Regions from separate parts of the Zea mays genome. Here all the other regions are linked to region 1. Evidence: chromatin contacts called from public Hi-C data. All regions are on one chromosome and are shown on one strand. The core of a region is the stretch at or near the end of the contact, and the rest is flanking DNA. Distances in the headings are between cores, read along the strand shown.

The links. Hi-C and Micro-C count contacts between places; a contact is called where the count stands out from the background.
Region 2: a contact with region 1 is called in a Hi-C map of ear, with 3 times the contacts expected there. The contact joins the enhancer-like site here to the promoter of LOC100272751 in region 1. A contact is called at or near these places in 4 of 25 Hi-C or Micro-C datasets (bundle sheath, ear and tassel) and 1 of 3 datasets of contacts at active chromatin or transcription factors (leaf).
Region 3: a Hi-C map of tassel shows a contact between it and region 1, with 2.0 times the contacts expected there. The contact joins the promoter of LOC100281735 here to the promoter of LOC100272751 in region 1. A contact is called at or near these places in 8 of 25 Hi-C or Micro-C datasets (bundle sheath, ear, endosperm and 4 more).

Annotation. Positions count from the first base shown.
Region 1 is chr6:67,036,605-67,040,812 of Zm-B73-REFERENCE-NAM-5.0, reverse strand. It overlaps LOC100272751, which reads right to left and starts at 2,464. Exons shown (of 9, transcript NM_001360110.1): 1 at 1,009-2,464; 2 at 778-915; 3 at 546-650; 4 at 254-436. The coding sequence starts at 1,971. It overlaps LOC541700 (6-phosphogluconate dehydrogenase 2), which reads left to right and starts at 2,891. Exons shown (of 2, transcript NM_001279373.2): 1 at 2,891-3,041; 2 at 3,700-4,208. The coding sequence starts at 3,711.
Region 2 is chr6:67,473,938-67,478,145 of Zm-B73-REFERENCE-NAM-5.0, reverse strand. No RefSeq gene overlaps it. Among protein-coding and RNA genes, the nearest start is that of LOC103629381, 110 kb to the right of the region's middle. Within about 2 kb of position 1,910, at least 19 of the 20 cell types and tissues checked have an H3K27ac peak or open chromatin away from gene starts, as enhancers often do. A contact at or near this core is called in bundle sheath, ear, leaf and 1 more, where this site is marked.
Region 3 is chr6:66,681,159-66,685,366 of Zm-B73-REFERENCE-NAM-5.0, reverse strand. LOC100281735 (UMP/CMP kinase 1) reads right to left here and starts at 2,354. Exons shown (of 8, transcript NM_001368088.1): 1 at 2,226-2,354. The coding sequence starts at 2,228. LOC100283485 reads right to left here. Exons shown (of 9, transcript NM_001156385.2): 9 at 4,085-4,208.

The sequences.
Region 1 (4,208 bases), core at 1,215-3,714:
CCAAAATAGTCAGATGGTTGGTTTCTACTTCACCAGAATTTGGGATTACTTGAACAGAAACTTTATCAATAAACTTTCAGCTGAGTTTCATAGAAGAACTGATGACAAATTTGGAGTGCGTCCAAGGTTCTAAATAGCTAGCTGTAGACGAGTAATGCATGCTGCTGCAATAACCCATAGGTGATGTCACATGGCACCTTGCAGAAACATATAGGGAAACTGAAGGCGTTATGGATGTAAATTTTGGTGATACCTGCTTAAATATGGTGCTTGTTCCAGCTCCAGGAGATCCAAGAATAAGAAGCTTTTGTATTCTTTTATGATCTAAGTAGTCAGGTACAGTTTTTGATGAATAAGGGGCTTCATCTTTTGTCGCATCAAAGTTTGTAGGAGGCACCGGTAGTGAAACCAAGGCGCACGCAAAACGTGTCAAAGGCTGTTAAAAGAAGAGCACAACAAGTCATGCTAAAAGCAACGAAACGACAATACATGTTAATTAACAATGTTTAGAAAACCAAAAAGGAATGTTTGACCAAGATACATACTGACTCCCATATTTTCCCTTTGATATTGTTTTGTCCTTCTTCCTCGTAGCCACCATCATGGTAAACCCAGAAGTGAGTATCACGGGGGCATTGGACTTTTGCAATCTGCATGAAAGACAGTAAATATGTGATCGGTTTGGTTAGAGGAGTGAAACAGAACTACAATGTACATTCAGTAGCAACTCTCAATCATCATATTCTTGGAAAACCAATGGTAAGGAACAATTGACACCTTTAGAATTCTCAGTTCAATCTTTGTAATTTCCCGCCCGTTAATGAAAACCTGAGCGGTGCCGTTACTAGCATCAGGCTGAAGCTTTCCGTTAAAGTTGAGGTTAGTGCTAATGATGCTGTCTGGCTTTTCACCTTCCTACGAGTATATGTCAGCAGAAACATAACGTTATCAGCAGCTGGAGAAGCTGAGGTTGCATGAAACCGGTTTTCTCAAACCGACAAGAATTACCTTTCCCCACAATCCTGACTCCTTATCATACCAATATCTTCCAGGCTTGAGGTTCCCAGGAGGTCGTTGGCAGCTAAGCAAATCGGTCATCTCCTCGTCGTCAAGAGGGAAACCATTGACCAGGAGCTGCTCAGGCCGGAGCTGGTTCGCCTGGCACTCCTTCTCGACCTTGAGGATCTGCCTGACCTCCAGGGGGCCGAGCAGGCGAGACAGTATCCTAGAGCCCTTCCCGAGCCTGGAGCGCTTGGCCTCGTCGATGGGCTGGCCAATGCAGGTGACACACTTGCGGCCCTCGGGCATGGAGCCCATGGCGCGGAGCAGGCAGTGGCCGCAGTAGCGCGCGTCGCAGACGATGCACGACTCCTTGCTCTCCCACTTGCTCTTCCCGCAGCGGCGGCAGCAGGTCCGCCCTTTCCTCTCGGCCGGCCTCGTCACCGCGACGTGCTGCTCGGCGGACGCCGCGTCGTGTCCGCCGTCCATCTCGCTGCTCTCGTACCTGCCGCCGCTGTCCTCCTCCGGCACCCCGAACGTGACCACCTGAGGTCGCCTCCCCTCCGGCACTGCAGGCCTCGAGGCCTTCGTGGAGCGGGAGCCGGAGCTGCCGGCGTCGTCCTCCTCGTCATCGGAGGAATCCGACGGCGTCATCCTCGCGGCACGGCGATCAGCAGCACCAGCCCGGGACGCTGCCGGCGGGTTGGCACGGGCACGGGCCGCAGCAGGGCCGACGACGGGCGCGACGGGCACGACGCCGCTGCCGAGCCCCAGGGGCCCCGAGGCCGGCTCGGCGGTGGGTATGGCGGGGACGCAGACGGGCTGGATCCGCGGGAGCTCGTACGACACGTCCGGCCCGTTGTACGTCAGCGCGAAGGAGTAGTCCATGTCGGGCAGCGGCTCCGGGATGGTGGTCCCCGGCGGGAACATCCGGCGCACCATGTCCTCCCAGTCGCCCCGGCCCGCCGCCATGCCTGCCCGGTGTAGCAGCAATCCGTCGAGCACCTTGCGCGCGGGCGACTAGTCCGTCCCGGTGCAGATAGATATTTTCCACCCGCGGCAGCAGGCGTAGAGACGGCGGGGAATTCAATTCCCGACCCACCCCTGGGTGGAGTGGAGTGAACGGAGTGGCCTCGACGACGACCGGTCCAACGAGAGGCAGGCTGGGTCAGAGAGAAGAAATGCAACCCCTCCACTGGCACTAGCGGCGGTCGTGGCCAGCCAACCAGCAACCGCAACCGGCGGTGCTGGTGCAGGCCCGGGCGGGGCCCCCCAACGACTCCCGCTCGGCGGCTCGGGTCAGTCAGTCAGCAACGAACAACACATCTTTGCACTGGGCAGCGTGGGAACTGCCGTTCTCCGCCCCGCCCGCATTATCTTATCAAACCGACGCTGGACTTGCAGGAAAGGAAAGGCGCTACAACTTTCCTCTGGGCAGTTTGTTTGACCGGGGAATGGAATGGGGATGGATGGACGTGGACGGACGGACGCAGAGTGGGAAAACGGATGAAGAAGGACGAGGACACGCAGGAGGAGGAAGACCACGACTGCACTGGCCGCTGGCGGTGGAGGTGGGACCGGTCGAGCAACGGCAGGCCGCGCGTGAATGATGAGTTGCTTGCGTCAGAGCACCACCAACCATCGTACCCTGCCACCACGGCCCACCGGGCCCCTGGCGTGAGTGGGAACCGGGTGGGTGTTGGGCCCGCCGCGTCAGAAGCACCAACCGAGCCATGGTTCACGGGCTGCGGGCTGCGGGCTGCGGGCTGCGGCGGCCGACGGGACCGGTGTGAGCAGGCGACCACGAAGGGGCCCACCCGTCGGTGGCTGCCTGCCCCCGCTCGTCAACAACTACCCCGAAAGCCGCCAAGCGGCTGCTGCGCAAGGTGCGAAAGGCACCTTCCCTGCCCGATTGGCGATTTAAGTGGTGGGGGAGGGAAGGCCGATGGTCAGTGAAAGAGAGGTAGGTGGCCGGACGGTGGTGGCATCGCCAATTCAACTCCGCATCTGAATCGGCACTCGGCAGCGCGCCAGCTCCATAGGTGAGGCTTCGGATCCCGATCTCCGCACCCTGTCCGATTCCAGCTCCGTCCTCCCCGGATTTCAGTTCCACCGCGTTGAGGTTTTCTTTTTTTGTCTCCTTTGGGTCCTCTTGTTCCCGAAGCATGGGGACTGGGGGTTGAATTCGTGTAGAGATCCAGATGATTGCGCTGCTAGCTCCGATCGCCGATTTTACTCTGCTGCCTGCCGGTCCAGATCCATGGAAGCAAGTCGATGAACTTAGAGGGCTTCCGCTCTGGATTTTCTTTGAAAATAAGTTAGAGTCCTGTCAAACACCTCTTTTCTCTGCCAAACGATCTACAAAATGGCTTTAGCTTAGAAAACTGTTTAGTTAGAAAACTGTTTAGCTTAGAAAACTGTTTACTCGGCCAGGGGACAGAGAGACGCATTACCTTGCCTTCTTGCTCTTTTCGCCTCTAGCGGTGCTGTGTATTCAGTTACTTCGTCTCAAAGAAATTCAGTTGGTTTCATCCTATACACCTATATGTAGCCGGCCCTGTGACTCGCAGGGCAGCGTATGATCTTTGATCCTCGGCTTATGTATTCACCTCATCGGCCGCTTAACCTTGGTACATGAAAATAGATTTTGTTTCCAGGGTCCTGCTCGGCTTATGTATGAAATAGATTTTTTTTTCTCAGTGTAGGAGGAGATGGCGCTCACAAGAATCGGTCTTGCTGGCCTTGCGGTCATGGGGCAGAACCTTGCCCTCAACATTGCAGAGAAAGGGTTCCCCATCTCTGTGTACAACAGGACAACCTCCAAGGTGGACGAGACCGTGCAGCGTGCCAAGGCAGAAGGAAACCTTCCCGTCTACGGCTTCCATGACCCCGCGTCCTTTGTGAAGTCCATTCAGAAGCCACGGGTGGTGATCATGCTCGTCAAGGCCGGCGCGCCAGTTGACCAGACCATCGCGACGCTCGCAGCTCACTTGGAGCAGGGCGACTGCATCATCGATGGGGGGAACGAGTGGTACGAGAACACGGAGAGGAGGGAGAAGGCCATGGAGGAGCGCGGCCTCCTGTATCTTGGCATGGGTGTCTCTGGAGGAGAGGAGGGTGCCCGCAACGGCCCGTCCTTGATGCCCGGAGGCTCGTTCGAGGCTTACAAGTACGTCGAAGACATTGTCCTCAAGGTGGCTGCTCAGGTC
Region 2 (4,208 bases), core at 661-3,160, 440 kb before region 1:
ATAATGATCTTGTCATGAACAATAATTAAACAACAGTATAATTGGAACATGATTATAATGTAATATTAATCCCAAAACCAGGTAGAGCAATAGCAAATCTACCCAAAAGTTCAATGGTAAACAAGGTGTGGGATAATCAACTCTAGGGAAACCTATTAGGTCCCATCAAATTAACCTGAGCATGTTATAGTGATTACCAAAGAACATTATTAGGTAAAGAAAAGTGATCAAGGGCACAACTTGCCTTAGACTCGAGATTCCTAGGTACTAGCTTGGTCTTCAAGATTCTCGTGACCTCACTGCTATTCGTAGCAATACGAACAAACATGCTATAGGCAAAATTAACATTACACCAAACATAAGAACATACTGCATAAAAATATTCTACGCGTCGTAACGAGGTCGTAGCTTCGAGAACCACAAAAATCGGAGTTACGGTTAAGGAGTTATGATTTATGGAAGATCTATGTGATTCAAATATTAAACTATATTATAAATTGATTAGTATATATCATATGAGAGAATACTCTATAAATAATTAACTCAACTTTAATTTAGATTATAACTTGATTAGAAATCACATTTTAGTCAAATTATCATCATGGACCACTCTAACTTTGGTTAGAAGGTCTAATCTACTAATCATAGGCTAAACAAATATCTATTTATAAAAATGTGTTTTATGGTACAAATAATGTTGCCACTGCGTAGACAATTTTATTACGAAGCTAACACAACTTGAACGGACAAAAACGAAGTTAAAATACTAAAGTTATGGAATACATAAGTTTCTAGATATTTTTACTAATGATTTTATATCTCAACATAAGTCCGAGGGGTGTTTTTGCAAAGTCCTGATTTAATTTTATTTATTTTAATTCGTATATGTACGGCGGTCTTGAATTCAAATAAACCTACGGTCTCTTTAGCTAAAAGTCAGGGTGAAAGGGTATGCATGATCCTCGGCCGCACGGATCTAATCCTACGGTCCAGATTAGACTCATCCTAACATCGAAACGGTACACATTACTCGCCCTTGGATCGAGGATCGACGGTCCAGATTTTAAAGTCGTGCGATCGATTTTCATCCGCCCGATCTGGGTTGATGGCCTAGATCCAATCTTGAACCGATACACCCACGATTTAATCGTGACCGATCGCATACGATCTGAAGGCCCAGGTTTCGTTGCTACACGATCTAATCTCATGCGTTGATTTCCAAACCAACGGCACAAGCGACAACTCCTTCTCTTTCTCTCCTCACCAGCCGTGACCAGAGCAGCGGCGCCACCGCCCCCATACGGCGGAGTATCGCCGGTGATTGGCCCGTCGCTGATACGGTGCCCGGTGCTCTAAGCGGAACACATCAAAACAAAGCTGGGCTCAAAGCGAATCTATGGGAGGGGTTGTTACCGAAAATCGCGATGCTGTGCTAAACGAATCCTGCCTGCGGCGGTGACGATGGCGCGGAGACTGCCTTGCCGGTCATCCGAGCCTCGAGCTTGGCGAGCATCGACGAAGACGGGTTGAAATTGGACGATAGGTGCTGCACTATGTCCTCCTCTGCGGCCGACGAGCCCGACATTGCTACCGATTGCAACTGAACCGGATCGCGTGCTACGAAGCCATCAGAACCAGGAACAAAAACCACGCGAGCCAGGCACTTCCTCGACTCCTCCCTGCAGCACGGTGCACATCCACACAAGCCAGCGGGGCATCAGGCGGATCTATCTCCAAACCCGTGCAACAGGGTGACGATGGAGCCGCGTGCTTGTCCGCTGTGGCATCCGGCGTGGAAGCATCGGAGGAGCTCTGGCCACCGCGACCGGCAGTCTCCGACACGGGCGAGCCCCGCGACTTGATGGCCTGTGGGAACGGCCAAGTGGGCCCATCCACCAGTGACCACCCGCGACGCAAGGTGGAGTGGGCCGAGTGCGCGCGAGGTAGTGGGCCGAGGGGGAAGATTCCGCCCAATCGAGGCTGCCCTGTTTCTTTTCTTTTATCTGTTTTTCATTTTTTTCCTATTTTATTTCCTGTTTTGAATATTCAAATTAAATTTTAAATCTGAGCTTAACAATTCACATTCAACAAATATAGAGTACCGACATGTATGTAAAGTATTTTATTATTCATTCAAATAAATGTTTCAACAATGCAATGCACACACAACAATTTGTATTTGAAGGGAATATAGTTTATTCAAAAATTCAATATTTTATCACTTATTTAAAAGGGAAATAACTTTTATTAAAAACCTTTATCAAGAGGTATTTTAACTCAATTCTTTTAAAGAATATGTTCAAACACATAATTCATCAAGTTCTACAAGTATTGTTTTATTAAACCTTCTATTATAAAACACTATTTATTTTAGAGGATATAACTTTAAGGGTTAAAAACTTCTTCTCTAAAGGATATACTCAAAACCGTTGGAGAGTTTTATGGAATTCCAAACACAAGATTTTTGAGGTGCCATAGTCTACTTATGTTGATATGGTTCAGCCCGAAAGTGACAAGTTGAGCTAAAGGATATTTAGAGCTGGCATGGACCGTCCGGGACCAAGGGCAGACCATCCACGAGTCATCATCAAGGGAAGATAATCGATGACATAGTCGTTGTTCTATCAGCCTTATTCGTTGAGATGTCAGATCCCACTGTTGAGAGGGTCGCGGAACGTCCGGGCTAAAGCCGCGTGAAAGCATCTAGCCCCTGGTTGGTTTTAGTGATTACTGACAACATAAAATTATATGTGACTAATGTGTGTTTTGCAGAGCAAATGGTAATTTAGGTCGTGCTATAGGAGGATGCGTTGCAACGGTGAAAACAATCCCTCAAATGAGAACTTGAAGCGGCGACTGAAAAAGGGGAATCAAAAGATGAAGGTCTTCATATTTCGAGTGTCCAAGGAGTTGTAAACACTTGGTATAGAATTAGGTCTTCTATTTTTATTTTAGCCGTACTATAAAGAGGAGTTGTGGATGAGTAGTTTGACCAAGAAAATTCTAGTGTAGTGTTGGTGTACATTCACACTCATAACTATCACTAGGTGTCACTCTAGAACACACTCACAAGTTAGAACGAAAATGATTTAGAAAAAACCTAAGGAAAGAAATTGGGTTTTGCTGGCCAAGGGGCATCGGACTGTCCGGTGTGCACCGGACTGTCCGGTGCTCCCCCTGACAGTGGGGCCAGCCTGCCCCCGGGGGCAGCCCCTCTGCCCCCGAGAAACCTGAGAGCGACGAGTTCGCAGAGCCGATTTTTAGTGCGTGCACCGGACTGTCCGGTGCACACCGAACAGTCACTGTTCACTGTTTGGTGCGCCGTTAGAGCAACAACTAACTGTTAGAACTAGTCGTTGGAGTGCACCGTTGGCGCACTGGTGGCACACCGGACTGTCCGGTGCGCCCATTCGCAGAAAGCTCCAGCAATGGCTAGTTTGGTGGTTGGGGCTATTTATACCCCCTCCACCAACCACATTAAGTGTCTTGCTGCCCACATTCAAGTGTATTCATTGCTAGTGCATTGCAAGTCCCACAAAACCTAGTGAGGTGATTAGAAAATCATAATCCTGTGTTAGGACCTCATTAGTGCACATGAGAGCCACCTAGAGCACACACCACATGCATTAGGCTTCTCTTGGTCAAGCGAAAGTCGATAGCTTGTTACTCTTGGTGATCGGCATCACCTAGATGGCTGGTGGTGATTGGAGTGCGGTGATCACCCCGGAGGACTTGTTGGTGACCCGACTCAAGTTTGTACGCGGTCGTGAGGGATCCACTGCGCCGGAGTGGCAAAGGATCATCTCATAGAGAGCACTTGGTTCTTGCAAGGACCAAAGGGGGAGAGATACCCTTGCACGGGTGTGTGACGGAACTTCCCAAGGTATTAGGCATACCTGCAGTTGTTCTTGTCCAAAGGACCTTGGACAACCCTGTAGATGTACATAATTACTTGACAAGTTCAGTAACTGTATCCTCATCATTTCGTCCAAGAGCGCTTCATCCGTCACGCAGATATTACATCACATCGGAGGAAAGGATAAGCGGAAGCATATTACAATAATTTAATTTACATTCATCAAATATAGATAAAGAGTATTATTATTATTACAATACCAGGGTATCACGAGTGCATAGAGTATTATTACAGATCTGGGAGGCAAAACACCCTCCCGCGCATAAGTTTATTGTTTTTAAAGTGGGAGGCC
Region 3 (4,208 bases), core at 1,105-3,604, 360 kb after region 1:
ACGTTGAATAGGAGCCTGCTTGAGTGAAGGCCCAAGTTATCTCATCCTCCGTATTTTGCACGAGGCGCATAGATTGCACAATTGTCCAAGGCTCAATGAATTGGCTCAAGTGGTCGATTGCCGAGATGAACTGTAAGTTGATACTTCTCACCCAACCATGGTCAACTAGCGCTTCCTTGACTGTCAAATTGTGACGATTATTATTCTTGTTGCCGCCGCAAAGAGAAGTTGGTTAGTGTTGGTGCAAGGAGTTTCGAGCCCCGCCCATGGAGCATCAGGGTTTGCCCATCCAGCCACAACCAACGTAACTGCAACGCTCTAGAAAATCTTTTTGAATCAAGCATTCCAAGGCCGTCGAGGTTGACAGGACGTGTCACCGTTGGCCAGTTCACTTTACATTTTCCCTCCCATTAGGTTTTCTCCACCGGCCCAAAGGAACATTTTACTGATCCTATCAAGGTCCTTAAACACATACTTTGGGCGTTGAGGACGGAAAGTGTATGAGTCGGCTGCGAGGAAAGCACCGCCTTAGTAAGGATAAGTCTTCCAGCATGGGTGATGTTGCGCCCTTTCCAGGCCACCATCCTGTTATGCACCTTGTCCAGTAGATACTGAAAAACTACCTTTCTCAATCTAGAAACTGTCAGAGTGATGCCGAGGTATTTGACTGGGAAAAACGCCCTAGTCGCAGGGAAGTTGCAAATGGTTTCATTGAGGTTCATGTGATCGCATCTAATTGTCAGGAAGGATGACTTTTGAATATTGGTTTGGAGCCTGGATGCCTTCCCGAAACCATGAAGAATGTAGGTCAAGGCGTCTAATTCGCTTTTGATGGGTTTGATGAAAATGACAGTAGATATCATCTACGTACATTGAGACACGAAGCCGCAATCTATTGCTAGATATTTGTGACAGAGTTCCAGCCTGAGTTGCTAAGCTGAGCATTCTTTGCAGCGGCTCCAATACCAGGACAAAAGGTAGAGGCAAAAGTGGGTCACCCTTCCATGGTAGAACGATTGCCCCGGGATCCCATTGAGAAGAACCTGGGACGAGGATGTGGCCAGCACTGTAGCGATCCAGAAACCAAGTTGAGAGAGAAGAGTTAAAAGGTAGTCTCATCTGAATTAGTCGAAAGCTTTGGAGATATCAAGTTTGATGAGAAGCATCGGAGATCTGTTTTGGTGGAATTTCCTTGCCATGCTACGAACATACAAGAAGGTATCATAGGTACTTCTTCCCTTGATGAAGGCGCTCGGACACTTGGAAACGATGTTCTCCATGACCGGAGCCTGAGGGAAAAAAGCTTCAGAAAAAGCTTAGCGTCACATTGAATTAGGCTGATAGGCTTGAAGTCTTCGATTTTTTCCGCACCTTCCTTCTTTGGTAGCAAGATGATATTAGCTTCGTTTAGGATATCAAAATGTTGAAAACACTGGGCATGAAGGGTATGACCGCCATCAAGTCAAACTTGTTGATGGACCAGCATGACTTGTAAAAAGCGCCCGTGTGAATGAGATGCTGAGTGATATGACGAGGGCATGTACAGTGGAGAGACACCAAAACGGTTCTCCAAGCACAGGAGGTAACTAAGAGACTCTATTGTACAGTAGAGTGTCTATAAACATAGTCTATTAATAAATACAGAATTAAATGTATTTATATAACATCAGATCGATAGAACAGACGACAAATTCGTATAGTGAGAAGTGAGGCATCTGTTGCTACTTGGTTTACGAGCCAGAGGCGTCTCTTCACGGAGAGACGGCTCTAAGATTTTTTTATAAATAACCCTCTTAAACATCTTAAGAGGCTAAGAGCCTCCACATTAAACACTACTGTACATGTCCTGATTGATTGATGGACTCCTTGATCGCATCTGCCATCCGGGCGAGAGGAAATAAACAAAAGAATTGTTTTTTTTCATTTTCATCATCATTAATTAATTAATTAAAAGAAGTGAAGGAAACAAAGAGACTGACGTACGTATGGTGTGATTTTTTTGTTTTGTTTTGTTTTGTTTGTTTATCTCCCCCTTTTTCATTTTTCGTATGATCTGTAGAACACACTTAATTCCATCTTCTGTTCAAAATACGTTGCAAAAAAAAGCATCCGATTGACACAGACAGTAGAACAATAGAAGAGGAAACAAAACGATTAACTGTATGTACATGCTAGAAAGAATATTCGAGCAGGAACGTGAGAGCAAGAAAGAAATATATAGTTACCATGAATGGCAGCAGAGGGATTGATCTTGCTCGCTGCAATGGCGGCGGAGGAGGCCAGGGCACACCGCACACAGAGGGGAGAGAGAGAGAGAGAGAGAGAGGAGTCTGGGTGCAGGAGAGGAGACGGTCCCTCTAGATGAAGCCAGTGCTACTAGTTGCAGCAAAAGGACAGGAGGAAGCTCAAAGAGAGGTGCAAAGCTGGCTGGCGCTGGGATTCCCATTCCCATTTCGATTCCAATTCCACCTCCACAGGGGGGTGGGCAACTGGCTGCGACGCGAAAGATGTGGTCGATTCCATTCCATCCAATCCAACACGCACGTGCCTATAGATTGATCCATCCACTATTGATTCTTGTTCAGTGCTAATATAACGGGTAGCTGTTAAAAGATAACAAGTACTAAAGTACTGCAGTACATAACTATATAAGCCTACTATGTACATTTTAAATTTTGGAGTGACTTCAGCGGTAGGGGAGAAGCTCGATCTTCACCGGCCGCTGCCACCGCAGAAATTGTCCGTAAAAGGCATCCTAGACACTGTTGCACGGTACTCAAAGTATAAAACATAACTAAAACACAATATAATACAGTGGTCATGTCTAAAACATGTGTCTTACCATATTTATTGTACCAATTAGAGCATTCAATAAATTAAAGTGACCAATCAGTTAGTCTCCTCTCTCGAACATAGAGCTAAGACACTGTGTCTTCGTCAAGATACATGTCTTTGGTTTTTTTACATTCACCCCTCTAGACACACTCTGAGACACAACTTAAAACAACCCTTGTATATGCCCTAAGTGTATTAGAGAAGATTAAGGCTTTGTCTACTATTCACGCTAATCCATATGTATTGATGTGGATTTAGATATAAATTAAATTAATTTACACCTAATCCACCCTAATACATATGGATTCAGATGAATACTAGAGTATCTAAACAAGGTCTCAGGCCTTATTTGAATACTCTCGTATTTACCACAATCCACAAGTATTGAGGTGGATTGAGGTGTAAATTAGTTTAAATTGCACTGCAATCTACTTAAATAAGATGAATACGGTAGTTTTCAAACAAGGCCTGAGGGTATCAAATTCCCTTCTATTTAATTTTGAATAGGAAGGGATTTAATCCCCTCTGATCCTCTTTCAATTTACTCCTAACCGAACAAACCCGCATGGGCCGATCTCTACCCGTCTAATGGACATACACATACGACAATATCTTTAATATAATATGACGAACTTAAAATCTCAAGACTGATTTGGTTGCCAAAGAATTGAAGGTGGTCCATGAAGAGGAATCACCTTTCTATTCAAAATTAAATAGAAAGATGAGATGATCCTCATATATTCTCTCTAGTTTTCCTAGCCAGCAAACCAGCCTTAAACGTAGGGCCAGAGTTATTTCTAAAAAAATTTTTATTAACGATTGCCGTTGTTCAACAAAATCAAGGTCCTATTAAACTAGGCATGACTTTGACCCAGCACGCGGGCACCCCTAGACCCTAGTGTCTCAAATAATTCATGTGCTTGCATTGCTCTGGTGCCCTTCTCTGGATATGTCCAGAAAATTAATTCCAAGAACGAGCAGGTTAGCCTTTCTGGATGCAAACTCTATGCCTGCCACATCCATCCATCTTGTCTTTTGAGTTATCTGCGAGACAAATAACTCAATCTCTTCCAGATTTAAGATGTCTTTTGAGCAAATATTGCTCAAGTAACATGACTCAAATCCTTTGGCAAAACATGCTACTACCCGCAGATTTCTTGCTTCGCTAATCTACTAACAGAGCTAAACTGAACATTGATAGTCAGGTCAACAAGCCAGACATGACATAGCCCTCCCAGTACAGCTGTACTGTAATCCAGACAGATGTGTCATGTAAACCACTGCATCAGGCATGATTTTCATTGCGCCATTACCTAGTCGTTCGACAAACAACCGACGCGACAGTAATAACATCTCCAAGCAAATACCATACC